Regions from separate parts of the Triticum aestivum genome. Here region 2 is linked to region 1. A link is a contact called in public Hi-C data. All regions are on one chromosome and are shown on one strand. The core of a region is the stretch at or near the end of the contact, and the rest is flanking DNA. Distances in the headings are between cores, read along the strand shown.

The links. A called contact is a pair of places that touch in the nucleus more often than the background predicts.
Region 2: a Hi-C map of leaf shows a contact between it and region 1, with 3 times the contacts expected there. The contact joins the promoter of LOC123167028 here to the promoter of LOC123167294 in region 1. A contact is called at or near these places in 5 of 5 Hi-C or Micro-C datasets (leaf, root and an unstated tissue) and 1 of 1 datasets of contacts at active chromatin or transcription factors (leaf).

Annotation. Positions count from the first base shown.
Region 1 is chr7D:572,671,727-572,678,039 of IWGSC CS RefSeq v2.1, forward strand. LOC123167294 reads right to left here and starts at 1,405. Exons shown (of 7, transcript XM_044585131.1): 1 at 1,130-1,405. The coding sequence starts at 1,267. LOC123167295 reads right to left here. Exons shown (of 9, transcript XM_044585132.1): 2 at 4,936-5,376; 3 at 4,605-4,779; 4 at 4,214-4,508; 5 at 3,857-3,929; 6 at 3,658-3,748; 7 at 3,203-3,282; 8 at 2,858-3,120; 9 at 2,331-2,740. The coding sequence ends at 2,866.
Region 2 is chr7D:572,831,963-572,837,768 of IWGSC CS RefSeq v2.1, forward strand. LOC123167028 reads left to right here and starts at 3,548. Exons shown (of 1, transcript XM_044584867.1): 1 at 3,548-5,074. The coding sequence starts at 3,629. The coding sequence ends at 4,864.

The sequences.
Region 1 (6,313 bases), core at 155-2,654:
GGAGCTACAAACACGGCTGCGTCGTCCACATCACTTTTAATCGGAGCTACAAACACCATGACACCTCTCCCTCGGAGCTTATGAAGCAGCCCCTTTTTTGTCGCTATGTCGAAGATACGTTGTAGGGGGTCAATAGCTATGACAAACAAGAGTGGAGAGATGGGTCCCCTTGCCGTAGCCCCTGGCCGTGCTTGATGGGAGCACCAGGTACCCCATTCAAGAGGATCCTCGAAGATGAGGAACATAGAAGTGCCGCAATCCACTCTCAAAATTTGCTTGGGAAACCTCGTCTCTGAAGGAGGTCAAGCAAATACTCCCATTTGACAGAGTCAAAGGCCTTGTGAATGTCCAACTTGAATAGCAGGGAGGGGGCCTTGCTCTTGTGAAGGCGCCACGCGAGGTTTCGAACATACATGAAGTTGTCGTGCATGCTCTGTGTTTTGATGAAAACACTTTGAGCGTTGGAGACGAGGATGGACATGTGCGGTCCGAGCCTTATGGAAAGCACTTTCGCAATGATCTTGGCGATTCCATGAATGAGACTGATGGGTCTATAATCGACGATGCTCTCCGCTCCATCCTTTTTGGAAGCAGCACAACATTCGCAGAGTTGAGTGAGTGAAGATTTATTGTGTGGAGGGAGTCAAAGCATTGAATCACCCTCATGAGGTCGTGTTTGATGATGCCCAACACTTCTTGAGGAAGAGGCCGGTGAAGCCATCCAGCCCAGACGCCTTGTCGCTAGGCATGCTATTTATTGCCTCGATGACCTCCTCCTCGGAGAAGGGAGAGTCAAGCTCGTGTAGGTCGTTTGCTTTGCTCCTGTCATGTTTAGTTTTCCAGGCATCTTTGTATGTCCTGCGTGCTGGTGACCTAGTATAGACAAAGATCCAAATGTCCAGTGTGGTTTGCTAGGTGATTAAACGCACGCAGCCACGATTCAAAGCCAAAGCCCGCATCTCCCGATCGAGCAGGGGCAAACAAAATTGAACGGCAGATTAATCGAAGAAGTTAGGCGCCGGATTTTACGGGAACACGCAATCAGCCGAGCGCCGCAGGAGAAAAACAGCAGGCAGGAATACCGGATGGAGCTACGGGGAGCAGCGGGTGGGGGTGGTCGGGATCTCACCGCGCGATCGGCGGCCCCTCGGCGCGGTCCATGGAGGAGCCTACCGCGTGCGGCGTGCCCGTGCGCCGCTGTCACCGAACGGAAGGCCCCGCGGGCGGTGGGTTCGCTGCGGAACGTGCCCACCAGCGAGCAGGGCATCGCGTGGTGGGGTAGGCTCGGGTTGGTTGCGCCGCGCACGAGGGGATAGAGGACGAGCGGCGAGGGACAGCTTAAAGACGGCGGCGGTGCCCGGAACTGAGCGATATCGGTGGGTCTTTGTCTACGGCGTCTAGTGGAGCCGTGGTGTCCGAAATCGATCCGCGCGGTCGAAACCGAGTTTGTTTCACCTGCGTCGATCGACCCGTCGTGATTCAGTGACCGGAGCTCGTCGCGAAATACCGACAAACCATGCGTGACACTGAGGAATACACTAAAGTCACGTTCCAACGCGGCGACATGGCCACGGTAGAGTTACAAACCCGACGCGTCTTCGACGAGGGAAAACGGCATTTCATCCATTCATTTCTACTCAGTGTCATTAGGCCATCCATTTGTTAGCTTTGCTTACAAAAATGTGACAAAATGTTTCAGAAAAAAAAACACGAAGGTGTTGCCACATGCCAGAAAAGACTCCCTGCTCCCGGAGGGTCTGCCTGGTCATGTGAAGCAGCGGCGATGCGCCCGATTCAAACACACCGCTTCAAGTGTCAGTACACCAAAGGCGCTCTACCATGAGTACTGAATCGCCCCATTATTTGATTGATACAGGGAGACTGGGAGAGCATCGTTCGGAGATGATGCCCATAGTTTTTTTTTTCAATAATCATAACACGGAACGATGCTCTCCTTCTGAAGCACCATATGACTACTGAAGCACCATATGAGAAACAAGCAGCTGGATATGTCTTCCTTCTGCGTGCTGCTTGTTTTGATGATGCATTCTACGTATCTGCTAAAACATACCACATCCTTTAGCACACACATTTAATTATCAACATTTGAACACGGATGTACAGAGCAGAGCCTGCTGGACCAAGTTGGAAGACCTCAAGAGCAGGACCGAGAGAGTAGTCTCTTGCATCATCATCATGTGAGGATCTCAGGTTGAAGTGAGCATGACTCTGACACTCCATCTCTCTCTCTCACACACACACACACACACACACACACACACACACACACATATATATATTGTGAATTCAGACAAATTGTGTCACACCCATTAAAAAAATAAAGAAATTCACTCTTTAAGAAACAGTAATTCGTGAAAGCTTCTCACAAGCAAAGCTAAGGAGCTCTCGCATACTATTGTCTCATTTGCCTATATTCCTGTGTGGCTACTACGTAAAACACAAACCACCATCTCTGCACTCTGCTTCTCTGATTTTGTAGGCTCAGACCTATATAAAATGCTTACACTCAATAAAACCAGGTATTTTATGTCAAACTGCTAGACTAACTATACCCATGGCCAAACTCTAGGCGGCATGTTGCCTCCGATGCAGAGGCCAGGAACATCTTCTCCCGTGTATCTATTCTTGCCACCATTATGATTCTGAGGTCCGACGAGCTATGACTACTGCACGGATCAAAGCTAGCTATTCACAATTTTGGATCACCGCTCGTCTTGATCTGCAGAAACCGACAGCGAGAGCGGTGGTAAGCACAGCTCTAAAGATCAGTTAATGTTCTCACTAGAGAAAAAGAGAGGCGATGGAGTGGATCTATGATATTTTGTCGGTAACAAACCTGGATGATCAGACGATGTGAACACCGGATTGTGGAGGCTGCCCCTGTTGCTGCCTATCACCAGAGTTTTCGCTCGTAGCGTTACTCCCGGATCCTGGATGCTGACCTTCATTCCCGGGCTGAGGTTGACCCTGAGCCAACCGTTGGCTCCTCCTCCTGGATCTCCACCTCATGCACTCAACTAGCAGTGAGTTCGTACTGATAGCGATCCCGAACCCGGTGAATGATGACAGTAGGACCGCAAGGACTGCATTCACTCTTAGCTGCAAGATTGGCGATAACATTACGAGTTGTTGCAGACATTATGTATCTGCATCGGATGTAAGTAAGGAAGAGGTTCCATACCACGTTGTAAAAGATATGTGCAAACAGGATCACGATAGCAAACTGGAAGGATGCATAGGCCCATAGGTAGCTCTTGGTCACTGCAGGAGGAAAGAAGATTCGGATTATAATGTTGACAAGTCCACTACATATAACAGATAAATAACCCTAAGCAAATTGGCGCAACAGTTCAACTGCAGCACTACTGGAGTCGAATGTGCCACCATTGACACTTGTTATACATTATAAACTCATGATTTACTCAAAATTTTCAGCAAACTCAACACTAATTTGAGTTAGAAATCGGAAGGCGCAGTAGTGGAACACTAGAATTTTGGTCTTTCACTGCATAGACAACACTGAAAAGCCTGTTTACTATCTCAAATTCTCAATTATAAAATATCTAGTGTTCGTCATGCTGGAAATGCTTCTTGCAGTAGCAAAAATGGCCCAAGGAATAGAGTATGCTTACTTACCCATAGTGGATGCTATCATGGAAGAAAGGAGGCCCAACACACATGAGAAAGGCAATGAAATTGCCAGTGCACGTGACTGCAAATCAGTAACCTGTTCCAGTGAAAGAGTAGATGCAATTTAGATGGCTTTCACAGAACTGGAAAAAAGGTAGAGCTACATTCAAGTGAACTGGTAAAGAAACAAGCAACAAACACATACCAGAAGTTGTTCCAAGAAACAGAAGTATGCAAGCATGCTAACCATCACTAAAATTGGAATGTCCTGCCAAAATCTGTAAGAAACTGGAAGTATCAGATTTTGCCAAACATGCAAACTCATCAATCAATATTTTTTATATTGCTGTTTTCTAGTAACTTCTAAGAGTAGGTCAATCAAAAAAATTACTGGAAAATACATTTGAAATTAGTTTTCCCTTCTCTGTTTCAGAAAGTGCACATAACCAGGAGAAAATGTATTGAATCTATCTGGTAGCATTCCTACCTATCAATCCAGATAGCATTGAACCTAAAAGTACTCCGTATTTGCGAACCAAACTATTCTCTGAAGCATTCTTACCTGTACTGTTGAGCTGCTCTTTGCTGAGCACCATTTGCTAGTCGCCTGGTAACGGTTTGAGTCGGAATTCTCAACAGAGTCACAGGCAGATTCTTAACTTCTTGTCTGCAGACATCACATATCTTGTTACCCTTGATGCTAAACCATTTGACAGCACAATCTTGGTGCGCGAGGGCAAGCTCTCCTTTGCAGCTACACTCCATTTTAAGTGTTTCCCCGCCTTCGTTGAGTTCAACAAAACAAATTCTGCAGACTGCCTCTTCTTCAGGAATATCTTCACCTCCGTCTTCAGGACCTGACAAGGATGACTGGAATGAACAAATGCTGCTTCTGGAAGGCAATGGTTTAGTCTAATAAAATACCAGAGTAAAGGTTTAAAGAGAGTAGATACCGTCAACTGTTTCTTCAATGACATCAGTTGGTGCAATGGTATCAGCTGGAACAGGTCGCGGAGTTGCTGGAATCACACGGATGACACCCAATGAATCTGCTCTCCTCAAACTCCTGTTTTTGCGATTTCCTGGTACTGAAAGTGATCGCCTAATTTGTGCTTGAACTTCTTGTTTCTGCCAACATCATATAACATACTACTTTAAAAAAATGGGACCTTTGTAAAACTGCAATGCTTAAGACAGTGCAAGGCCTCATTTCCAACTGGCCCGTGTAAAAGGCATATAATCTCGCATTTATCTGGATACAGCAGAAAATATGTATGTACTTACGGATGTAGTTGGGTGGTCGACTATCTGAATTCCCGGAGGAGAAGCTTTATCAGAGGTTCCAACAGGTGTGACTGGCAAAGAATAGGTATGTTTTGCCGATAACGAGTTAATGACCTTTCTAAAAGAGAAAGATCCTGGTTGAGTTGTATTATCTTGTGACCCTTCCGACGCCGTCCCAGGAAGTAGGAGGATTGTCCGGTCACCTTCCTGTGCTGAACTCCTTAACCTGAAACTCTGCTGCTTGATCGATGATTTTGGTCTAGCTGAATTAGGCCTTGGTGGCAATCCAGCTCTTGTTGAACTGGGGCTAGCGGATATATTAATCCTCGTTGAAGTAGGCAAATGGTTATCCAAGGTCCTGGTTGGTATTTGCAAAGAAAGGTTTGGCCTTCGCGAATTGTTGCCCTGTGCACTTTGGGCAGTGTCATCCTGGTCCTGTACCTACATGGTCAAGCAAAGAACAAAATTAGATTGAGCCTGTATTACTAATGGAGTAGAAAGAAGAGCAAAGCATCGACAGATGTAAGAGTAGCATCATGATTCTTGAGCCGATACACTTAACATCAAGCTCAGGGCACTGATCTTATAGCTTGTAAACACATGGAGTAGCACCCTCAGATGTTCTCTTTCAGTGCTCTTCCACATAGTCTAGCACTCTAAATTCAGTAATTCACGCACTGATAAGAAACAAGAATATGAGGAGTGTGACAACACCATCACCATGACCCATGGGTCTACGAGGACCATGGCTTAAAATAAAATACCTACCCGAATGATCATGCCATTTGTAATGCTAATAACTGGTCCTCTGTTCCTAAGGCAACAATGTATCCAGCCGTTTCTTCTTCTTTTCTTTTTGTGATGAACAATTTATCCACGGCTAACCATGCAAAACAATCACAATTGTAGCCACATGGACACACATGGAGCAAGTCATTTCAGTGATGCAAATTCTTCAGAAACTGCCAGGAAACCTGATAATAGACGCTAGCTACTGGCTACTGACACACATGGAGCCAAGATGTAAGAGACGCGTAATGATTCTTGAGCCGGTACTCTTAATATCAAGCTCAGGGCACTCATCTTAGCTTGTAAACACATTGAGTAGCACCATCAGATGTTCTACTTCATTGTTCTTTCACGCAATCTAGAACTCTAAATTCTGTCATTCACACACTGATAAGAATTTGAGGAGTGTGACAGCACCATCAACATGACCCATGAGTCTACGAGGACCATGGCTTAAAATAAAATACCTGCCCGAATGAACTCTAAATTCTGTCATTCACACACTGATAAGAAACAAGAATCTGAGAGTGTGACAACACCATCACCATGACCCATGAGTCTACGAGGACCATGGCTCAAAATAAAATAC
Region 2 (5,806 bases), core at 2,298-4,797, 160 kb after region 1:
GCTGCTGGCACGGAGTTAGCCGGGGCTTCTTCCTCGAGTCCTGTCATGATCGCGCACTCGACGAAAGAGCTTTACAAGCGGCATTGCCCTTCTTCACTCACGCGATATTGTTGGATCGGGCTTTCGCCCATTGTCCAAGATTCCCCACTGCTGCCCCCCTCATTCACCAATCTATCATGACCGTCTTCTTTTCCTCCCTGAACTTATTTGAGTTGGTTTCGGTAAAGTATGCAGGTTCTATTTTATTGTTCCGAGACATATGATGATAGCATTGAGAATGAGAAATCTTTGCAAAATGCACGTATTATTAAGGAGTTCTGGAACGATTACTACGCTAAGCTGTTGGATATTGACAAAACGAAAAAGACTTCTAATGTTGATATGTATCAGGATGATGTTAGAAAGTTGTTGATTAATGAAAAGAAGACTAAATCAAGGATTTTCAGGATACTTCCTTCGTGGAATAAGATATTGGACCATAATTTTTTGCGGATAATCCCAATTTTGGTTTAATAGTACATCCCAATAAAGGACGACCATACTTGTTCAACTTATCTCTTTCAACTCAATCCACTCATCCTACGATTACTCGCACACGGGATAATACTCGCAAGCCTCGCGCCTTTCCCGATCACGTTGTCAACATGGCTACCTTTCATCCTTGGCCTCTTGAGTCCTCACCAACTGAGCCCACGTGTTTCTCTATGGCCAATAAATGTTCCATTTTTGAATTGCTTATGCTTATATAGTTTGAATCGTCTAGCTTCATACCAAGGTTGTTCTACAAAAGAACCAAGTAAGAAAGTAAGCCCGTTCAATTGAAATAGCTTCCTCGCTTCGCAGTTCGATACCCACTGAGCATCGGTTATTGCTCAGGTTACGAATGACCCAATCTATCTATGGCAACCACCCCTACTTTTAGTAGATGGAGATGCGCACCTAGAAAAGACGGATGAAAGAGAACCTGCCCTTCTGACTTCTTCTCTTGTCTAGAGCGGTACTACCGCGTGGGGCGCGGATGTAAAAAATTACATCCGCCCCTACTGCCGCTCATGCTGCTGAACCTAGCCAGAGCGCACGATAGTACCGCGCCCATGGCGTGGTACTACCGCGTAGGGCGTGGATGTAAAAAATTACATTCGTCCCTACTACCGCACTAGCAGCAGCGCCTGGCCTGAGGCCACGGTACTACCGCTCCCAAGGTGCGGTACTACCGTGGGTACTTGCGGTACTACCGCGCTAGAGGCCGGTAGTACCTCAAGGGCTTGCGGTACTACCACTCCCAAGAGCAGTACTACCACAAGCCCAGGTTGAACAACACTAGGAGTCCTTCATTTCGCATAGATAAGGAGAGACGGAGGATGCTCCAAAGAGCCAAAGGAAAGGTGGTGCAAAAGGTGTAGACGTGTACATGATGATTCCACCCAAACCTTTCCAAAGCGGACCCCCTCTTAATAGTGCGGCTTTCCTACGACTCAAATCCACCAAAAAAGAAACGTAGAGAAACGCCGTCTTCAATAGTCTTCGAGGGGCACCAAATCGTCTTGTGCCTAGTCATGATATGTCTGAAATACTCCATACACACGATTAGTCCGCAAAAGCATTGTCATCAATCATCAAAACAACTAAGGGATAAATATGCCCTTATAGCTCACCAACTAGGATACAAGGTAAGCACAACATGTACGTCGTATGCAACCGAACACCATGTTCATGTGCCGCTTGGGCCAATGCAGGCAACCAAACAAAGTGTATTAACGTATTACCTAATGCAGGGACATTAGAAGCAGGCAACCAAATAACTTGCAGATGGCGTATTAGGACCTGTTTTTGCTCAACCAGACTGGGTTGAGAAATGTATGCGATGCAGGAACTGGCCATTCCTTGTAGTATCTGTGGAGGGGCGCAGAGAAAATGCCAAAACCAAAGCTACCGATCTCTTGTTGTATGTTGGCCTTGGATTTTTTTTTTTCACTCTGCTTTTTTTTTGAACGTTTTTCACTCTGTTTGTAGTGGCGAGAAGTCCATTTTTCAGCACCCAACTGGATAAATACCCCCCCCCCCCCCCACACACACACACACACACACACACACACAAGTCGATTTTTGTATAATTTTAACCTTGAAATCCCTGAAACCAGGTAAACCCTGAAATGCAACTTCAGGGAAGTCTGGGGCATGTGTTGGAAGCATAGGAGCAACGCATACTGGCCAGTGTATTGATTCATAAATTCAATATAGTACACAAAGCAAGTGAATTACAAGTTGTGGTTGACCATGTGTGCTTCACCATTTTTATTTTGTTAATTACATCATGGACACGTGTTATGCAGAGAAATTGGTTCCGTACTGATTCGATGCATGCTAGCCCATTGTTTGGTATCCTGCAATTTTATAACACCAGCAAAAAAAATTCAGCGGCAAAGCACGCCTTTGATTCTACTCCCTCCGTTCCTAAATATAAGTCTTTTTAGTGATATCAAATGGACAACCACGTACGGATGTATATAGACATATTTTAGAGTATAGATTCACTCATTTTGCTCCGTATGCAGTCACTTGTTGAAATCTCTAGAAAGACCTATATTTAGGAACGGAGGGAGTAGTATTGAATGATGTGTCAACTTTTTCGCAGACGTGGCAAACCAGTCTGCATAAAAAACTCAAGTTTATAAAAAAAAATCAAGCTAAATATGAAAATTTGGACATATCTTTACAAAATCAGAACAATAATGATAACTTAGGGTAAATATTGAAACATAAATAGATCTTAAGTGTTCCCTGAGACAGAGAAACTTTTCTAAGTAATGTTTCGTGAAACAAAAAAATATAGATTTTCTAAAAAAAGGTAAATAAGAAATATAAATAAAGATTACTATTTTTAGAAAGAAATCAAAACAATCTAGACAGATCGTAAGTTTTACATGAGATAGTGAGAAAAATCTCCAAAATTAATTTTGAAGTCCAGTTAAATATATAAATATTGTTAATGCTTGAAATATGGATGGCATCCATGAAAAGAAATTGGGGGAAAACTAAATGCATAAAATTCAACATGATAATGAACGAAGGCATAAGAATACAACAAGCTCAAGTCAAAAAAATTATATTTTAAGCACACATAATAAACATTTTTTAATTTGCATTGTACATTTTCTTTTTTCCCCCTAATTTTGAACAGTCATATTGTTTTTCTTCATGATGATAATTATTTTATACTTTAATTTTTTTTGGCGAAATTTTTTGTACTTTATTTATTTCTCTGTAACTGACCAGTTGCTTGTATATGTCCTAATTTCTCCTTTTTCTTGAATTATCCTTTTATGATAACTCAACCACATGTTTACCTAATTTATTCTCCTGTCAACTTTCTAACAAATTTTTAGTTTTCCATTTTCTTGGTTTGTTTTGTGCTCGGCATTATTGTCTAAGGAAGACGCCTTGAACGATAATCGATGTCATTTTCAATTCTCGAGGGTCGCATTTTTGTCCATCAGAACAGTGACGTGAAGACTTTCAGGTAAACAATTTTTATGGTTTACCAGTCCAACACGCCGAACAATTTTCTCAAGGGAAAAAGAAGTGCCATCACTAAGTGTAGGAGCTCTGATTTACCAGAGGAAGTCCCATGGCTGCGATACTAGGATCCGCGGTTGCAAGCGAGTCTGTAAGCAGAATTTTCTCGATCATATCAGGCAACTCGGGAGAGGATGGGGGTGCGGAGGACAACGCCGAGAGGCTGAAGTTCGCGGTGCTGAAGATCCACAGCGTTGTCGCCGTCTCCGAAGATTGGCGCATACTTCACCAACCATTGCTCGACTGGAAGGCGAGGCTGAAGCGCGTGGCCAAGGAAGGCGATGGCATCCTGCGCGCTCACACGAGGAGATCCGCGGAGCGCAAACGGGGCGATGGGGTTGCGAGGAAGGCTGTTCCCGTTCATAAGCGCGTCGCTCGAGCGGCGACACGCTTCTTGCCCTTCCGCCGCGGCAAGGACGACGACGGCGATCCGAGCGATGCGACGGTGCGGAGGTTCGAGAGGCTAGCGCGTGTCGCCGACGAGTTCTTCCGGTACGTCCAGCTTGGGGGCCGTCCGAAGAGCTTGACGGCGTCCATGGAAGTTCCTGCAGAGCCGCTGCTTGCAGGGAAGACGCTGGAGTTCTCCCTCCGGAGCGGCAGCCGGGACGCCCTCCTGCTGCTCCATCCGTGCAACAGGGAGATCGTTCTCTTCCTCTCCTGCGACGACAGCGCGGCGTGGGAGAGGAACGTGAAGCTCTGCGTTGTCTTCCGACTGCTCGAGCACACTGACGTCTTGGACATCGTCATGTCTTCCTTGCAGCTGCTGCCTCCCCAGTTCGGCGCCGCCTGTGCGACGGCAAGGGAGTTCGTCAGGGAGGCGCGGGCGCAGGAAACGAGCTATACCAGCGCGTCGTCCATGTCGATGCGGTGCGTCTCGTCGGCATGGAGGTGTCACCGCAACTCCACGGACGGGGGATGCGCGGCGACCGACGGTATGCCGCGGCTGCCGTGGCCGATCGTTCGAGTCGACGCCGTGTACTTCGCCATGCCGCAGAACGATTCGCCGGATGCGCCTGCGGACCAGAACAAGCTTCTGAAATTGGCATGCCATATCACTCCCCATCTTGTGCCCGAGACGTACTCCCGGCACTACCGGCAGATCGGGACGGAAACACTACAAGAGCTGTCCCCCAAGGTGGCGGACGAAGGAGCTTCCGCTTGTGGACGGACAGCTGCGTGGTGGTGTCCTCGCAGCTCAACGTATTTGTCGGCGGAACCAGAGGTTTCGGTGCCGCCGCCGACGCTGCAGCAGTTGTTCCTGGTGCAAAGCTTGAAGGGGGCAATGTAGTTCTTCTTGGCTTCTCGCAGTAGTAGCAGAAGCGATGCAAACTTTCACTTTTATTAAGCAATAAGGGGGCAATGTAGATCATGGCTAAGTGACATCTTGTAATTTCCTCACTTTCTTGTTTTCTTCTTCTTTTTGGCTTATCTCACGCCTTGGTGTCATACTCTGCTTTATGTTATAAAAAATATTCCAGGTTTTGCTAAAAAAAGGTTATATAAAACTAGCAGGGTCACAAGCACATTTGCGTGGCTAGATTTTATTATTATTTATTATTATTGCCTCTACTCTATATATATATATATATATATATATATATAGTTCCTTTAAAAGGTTGGTAATGAAGTTCTTTCCCACATTCTAGATTCTACGGACTAAGCTCATCCTCCTAGTGGAGAAGTTGATATATCTTTTTCTTTCACTTCTCCATTGACCAGGTTGTGTCCCAAGAGAGATACCCAATTTGTTTTGTGTTTGTTTCTCTTCACCACTGCACTCCCCATCCAAAATCCCTTAGAGCTTGTTTGATTAATTCACTAAAACAACTTGTTTGATTAAAAGAATGAGCCGCACATTTGCGCGCTAGATTTTCTATACATGGTTGTACGCACTATTATTTTTCTCTTGAATTATTTGCTCTCGTTGTCAATTATTATTTCATTTCACTCACCACTACAGTGTTATACAATGTTATTTTTTATTCATAATAAAATATATTATTTTAAATATAATTGTCATCAAAAATATTATTTGATTTTTCTTTAATTATATTAAATTGGTGGTGAAGCCACGCTAACTAGCCGCACTTGAAGATTATTTATCTCATTCACTTTTGTCGTCGCTTGCTTTTTTCATTCTGGCTGCATCACTGTATTTCATGTACCTAAAACTCGTTTGTTTTTGTAAGTAACACACCCATGCATCTTGATACAACTGATTCATGTTACA